Regions from separate parts of the Gossypium hirsutum genome. Here region 1 is linked to region 2. The links are chromatin contacts, called in public Hi-C maps. All regions are on one chromosome and are shown on one strand. The core of a region is the stretch at or near the end of the contact, and the rest is flanking DNA. Distances in the headings are between cores, read along the strand shown.

The links. Hi-C and Micro-C count contacts between places; a contact is called where the count stands out from the background.
Region 1: a Hi-C map of leaf shows a contact between it and region 2, with 2.2 times the contacts expected there. The contact joins the promoter of LOC107922242 here to the promoter of LOC107922150 in region 2. A contact is called at or near these places in 4 of 34 Hi-C or Micro-C datasets (callus and leaf).

Annotation. Positions count from the first base shown.
Region 1 is chrD01:54,863,462-54,866,499 of Gossypium_hirsutum_v2.1, reverse strand. It overlaps LOC107922242 (CTL-like protein DDB_G0288717), which reads right to left and starts at 1,688. Exons shown (of 3, transcript XM_016852162.2): 1 at 334-1,688. The coding sequence starts at 1,406.
Region 2 is chrD01:54,575,923-54,578,840 of Gossypium_hirsutum_v2.1, reverse strand. LOC107922150 (glycine-rich protein 2) reads right to left here and starts at 1,454. Exons shown (of 1, transcript XM_016852024.2): 1 at 358-1,454. The coding sequence starts at 1,234. The coding sequence ends at 713.

The sequences.
Region 1 (3,038 bases), core at 439-2,938, 290 kb before region 2:
ATCTTCCATACTCAAGTACAAATACTATACTCATATACATCATGCAGCTATCAACCATACTAAAATCGATGTTATCAACTATGTGCCATTACAATTATCCTAAGCTTTATCACCAAGATCATAATCTTTGATAATTAATCTATTTAAACAGTCAGGTATTCATAATGTAAGCATGCATCCAAAGTTCAAAGCAGCCACTCAGAAACACAAAAATATAAGTTCCAATTCAAGCTTAGTTTGAACTACCCTCACAAAGAAGCACAAATCATCTATAATAATATATTGAAATGCAAAGATCTTTATTCAGAAAAGCTAAAAACAGTAGCAAGTTACCTCAAAGATCTCCTTATGCTCCGGTGAGGTTTCGTATCATCTTTGGAGAAGTACCACTGAGCAATGGTGCCACTGGTAACATAAACCTGAGCTTCCACCATACTGGTCAAGGACCACAACATTGTCAAAATAGCCAATGTAAAATAAGCAGGCACCCAGCTATCTTGTTTCCAAACACAAGTATACTCCCCATTCGATTCTTTAGCCACAATTTTCCCATTAAACCTAGAAAACACCAAGAACACAACAATTGACGCATAATAAGCCAACAATCCAACGGTCAACAACGGTATCACCAAAAACAACCCTAAATTCCTCGAAAGCGCATCGGAAGCAACCCCGATAATCCTCACAGTCAACTCGATCCGATGCCAATTAGCCACAATGATCCAAACAATAACCCCAACTATTAACAAAATGAAAATAAGCACCAGAATTCTATAGACCAAAGGGAAAGCATCACTACAAGAAGAGCTCAAGGTACAAGCAACGAACCAATAAACATCAAAGAAAACCGGCATGATTATAAAGAAAGGAAGCAAGACATAAACGATCTGCTTGGTGTAGTGTTTGAGTAATAAAAGCAAAAGCAAACATATGGGTACACTTAAAACTGAAGTTATCACAAGGGTCCATACTAAATACGTCCAAAGACTGGAACTTGACAACGCAAAAAATGAAGTTTCAGAGACCCATAATTGACTTGATAAAAAGGAAGTATCTTGAACGCACGAAGTGGAATTGGAATCGTAGGTGAAGGCCGAAACGTTGGAGTAGTTGCCGTTTCGATGGAAGATTGAGAAAATACCGAAAGCGAAAGTGCAGAGGACGAAGAGAAGGAAGAGGATGAGGAAAGGGAGGTCTTTGAAAGGTCTGGGCCCGTAATTGAAAGAGATCTGGAGGGACTGAGTTGGGTCGGATTCGGAGGGGCCGGATTGAGGTGGTTCTTCGATTGGAGGAGATGGGTAGGCAGAGCCGGTGGTGGGTTTGAAGAGGAGAGGTTCGGTGGAGGAAGCGGCGTCGTATAGAGATGTGGGTTTGGAAGTGGTGGTATCTTCTTCCGTGCTGCCCATCGCAGCGACGAATCAAGGGACGGAGAAAACAAAACAACCGTGGGGAGAGACGTTTTATCTGATTAGCAAGAAGAAATTTTAGGACTTTGGCTTTCAATAATTATTGTTTTGTTCGTTTTAGTACTTTTTGGGGGGATTTATTTAATTTTAAATTTATTTGGGGGTTTTTGTTTGACTGTTTGTTCATGGAATGGAAGCCGAATTACTAAACTGAGAGCTGGAGAAGAAGATGAGTGGGTTTGGACCGTTTGGTCGTGGTGGAACGGAACTGTTGAAGTGCCACGTGGAACTATTCATTACTAAAATAAATATGAGATAAGTCCATTATTTTCGGGTGAACTATTACTTAAAAATGTCAAAGAAATATAGTTTTTTTTAAATAATTATAATTAAATTTCAATAATATATTTTTAATTATTAGAAAAACACTAAGTGAATTTAACAAGTGTACATAATGAAGTAGTTGGAGTTGATGACCACGATTCATGGTATCAAAAAGCAACAACAAAGGCGTTCAATCCATTTTTGTTTTTTCATCTTGTTAATTTTAGTATTAAAGTGGTAATTTATGACAGATTTTGTCACTCTTAGATCAATCCTTTTTTTCTTGTGATCTAAGGGAAAGATTATACCTACTTGGTGATTTACCATAACATAAAATTATCTTTACTTAATACATTATCAAATATATTATATTTTTTATTTCATTTATTTAACTCAAATATAAAATCTTATTATTTAAAGTATGAAAAATATTATTACACAAAATGTTATATTTTCTCAACTAAAAGTAGTACGACAAAATGTTATAGAGTAGACATGCTAAATTTTCTCAACTAATAATAATTAAGTTATCATTATCGGTTGTAAAGAATATAGTTTTATATATATTTGATTCTCTAATTTTATAAAAAAAATTATTTTAGTATTTTATTTAATTTTGACCTAATTGCATAAAATACCCTCAACGTTTATAGATTTTTAGGTTTGGGCCCTTAATCCCTTTTTTTATTGACATCCTCAATATTACGATTTTTTAAAAATTAGTCTAATTTTAACGGTAAACGTGAGTTAACCGTCAATCAAATGACAAGTTAACGAAATAACCTATGTGTCATGTCACATTAGCACAATGTTATAGATGACATCATCAAAACAATTTTCTTTCCCATATTCTTTCTTTCTCTCTTCCCTTCTCATTGTTGCTCCAATAAAACATTTTTTTCTCAACGTTTTCCCAAATTTTCTCTCTTTCCAAACACCCAAATTCAAATTGAAAATACATATTTCAAAAAATAAAGAATAGAAATTAATAAATTACAAAAGATGATTAAACTCACACAAAATTATTTTTGAAACAAACAAAGAAATGGCAGACTCAATCTTAAAAAAATGAAAAAGGAAACATTAACGTTGAAGTAGTAGAACAAGAAAAGTTTCATTGTCTTTCTCTGTTCAGTCTCTGTGATTAACTTGTGAGCTAACTGAATTTAACTCAAGAGAGAAAAAGAATGAATCAGGAAGCGTTTATTTATAGCTTCATTGCTCGAGGAACAACGATCTTGGCTGAATACACTGAGTTCACTAGGAATTTCCCAGCAATCGCAGCTTAGTGTTTGCAGAAACTCACTT
Region 2 (2,918 bases), core at 205-2,704:
AAAATGGACCACTTGTAATTAAACAAAGCAAGGCAGCAGCACATAATCGGGGGAGTTTATGTTGCATTATTCACCAATGAGTCCCAAATCCCAATCCTTTTCATCAAATAGTATAAAGAAAAAACAGTAGGGAGTCCCTACCCATCTAAGAATATAAACAAACAAAAGAAACCTTGAAACAAAGGGCACCATGCTAAAAATGTCAAAATGTTGTAAATTATGGTTCAATCATATTAACACAAACTTCAGGTTCATGGCACATTACAACCAGAATGGAACCAAAACAAATCACATCGAACAATTGAGGCATTAAATAAAGAAATTCATGAAAGCGTACTGAAATTAAAAGAAAAAGGATTGAAACCAAACCATCATCCATCAGTTTGTATTTATATGATATCGATATAAACACTTGATGACGGTGAGTTTTAACATCATTTTCTTCTTCATTGTTGTTTTCCCATCGACACTAATGTCCACCCTCACTGTAAGACTACTACGAAAGCACCCATTACAACCATTTGCCAACTTCAAAATCCAAAAAGACAAAACAGCAAACTGACTAAGAGAAACCGTCCTGCATAAACTGGAAAAGGAAAACATAAAAAGCAAACCATACGATAATAACGAAACCGACAGAAACAGTAGCGGAAGAGGAAAAAAGGATGGATCGTAGGAGATGTGAATGACACATTTAAGTCCCTCCTCAAAATTAGCGACCACTGTTGGGGCAATCCCTAGCGAAATGCCCAGAGCCTCCACAGTTGTAACAAGCACCGCCGCCTCCGCCTCCGCCATATCTGCCTCCACCGCCACCGCCACCCTGCCCACATTCCCGTGCTAAATGGCCCATCTCACCACACTTATAACATCCGGCGCCTCCACCACCACCACCACCGCCTCCTCCACCATAACCGCTTCTCCTTCCTCCTCCACCATAACCACCGGATCCACCGCCATAACCGCTACCACCGCCGCCGCCGCGTCCGGATCTAGATGATCCACGAACAGGGTTGCCGTTGGGGCCCGTGACCTCAACAGCCTTGGGGCGACCTTCAGAAGACTCAACAACGTACTCGACCTCTTCACCATCAGCAAGGCTACGGAAACCCTCGGAACGGATGGAAGATTGGTGAACAAACAAATCGTCGCCGCCGTCGTCAGGGGATATGAAGCCATAACCCTTTTGGTCATCGAACCACTTCACCTTGCCGGTCATCCTATTCTCACCCATATTCAAAATCCCAAAACAACACTCAGAAACCACAGAAATGAAAAAGGAAGGCGCAAAAGCGAAGTCTCAGTGAGGTCGGGACTTTATATTGAAGAACAGAGGAATGCAGAAGGTGTGACTGCCACATCAGCCTTTGGGAATTATAATTAATAATAACTACTTCAGTTTCTAAAGTTAATTAGAACCAAAACGACGGCGGGTTTTAGAGGAAGGGATCGGACGGCTAGGGGTTAAGGATAAGGTGGATGAATATGAAGCGTCAGATTATACGATGGGAAACCTAAATCGGTCTTTTTTGGGGGGATGTGAAATTACGAAAGAGTCCGGAGACATGAGAGAGAGAAAGAAGGGTTACTTTGATGGGACCCCACAGTAAAAACAAAAATCTGATCTAAAGGACAATCCTACCCTATCGTATTTATGTATTTATCTATCTATTCGCGGACTGCACGGAGAAATTAAGCTGGCATGATTGCTGATTTAATTAATTAATTAATCTGGGAAAGAGAAAAAGACTGGTCAAAGGGTAAATTGGGGAGTAAAGAAAGTCACACTGAGCGGATGGGACATTTCGATGGGGTCGCTGTCTTTTTCAAACTTTACTAGTACATGTTTGTTTTTTTGCTTTTAAATCAAACTTCAAAATATCAATAAGACCATTTTTATACCATTTTAATGTAATTTCTATGATCAAATACAACACAAAAAATGTAAATTTTCGCTTTTTTATCACCATCTTTTAACATTCGAAGAATGACCATAAAATTTATGGTGTAAAATGCGCATCTCATGTAAACCATTCGTTTTGTACATCTTACTTTTATTTGATTATTTATTTATGTATTTTAAAAGATTTTGAGTAATAAATGTCGAAATTATATATTTTGTTAAAATGATAGGATAAATGAAATTTTTAAAAGTGTTTTGTAATTTATTTATTTTATTTAAAGAGATTAATTTTAAAGAAGTTAAAAGTCAAACCTTCAATGTTATAAGTTTCTTGAAGTAGAAAGGTCAAATTTCCAAAACAATATTGGTAGTAGCTAGGTTGTGGGTTTTTTTTTACATAAATAATATAAAAAATTAAAAAAATATCAAAATAATACAACCATTTTATTATGTACCAAAATAATACAAATAGTAAAAAACCTGGTCAAGGGTCTGTCACAGGAGGCACCAAAGGTGCCACTGTCATAGGCGGCACCTGTGCTATGTTTACCCTTTATTTTTTCTTTTCTTTTTCCTTCCATCCCTCTTCTTCTTCTTTTTTTTCCTTTTTCTTCCTTCTACGCCTCCTTCCCCTTCTTCTTTTTCTTCTTCTTCTTCTTCTTCTCTTTTCCTTTTCTTTCTTCTCTTTCGTGCACCTGAAGTGAATTGGGGACCATTATAAGGCTGGGATGTCGCCTGTGGCAGTGGCACCTTTGGTGCCGCCTCTGCCACTGGCACCTTTGGTGCCGCCTGTGGCAGGCCCTCGACCAGGTTTTTTTTCCTGTTTGTACCATTTTGGTACATAATAAAATAATTGTATTATTTTGGTATTTTTTTTTATTTTTTTGTATTATTTATGCAAAAAACCCTCAGCTTGTGGAACCAATTGTACTTTTCATTGTGACCGCATTATGAACCACAACTTGATATTGTATTAGTTTTTCACCTTTGCTTGTAGTTATTTTTATTTATGTAC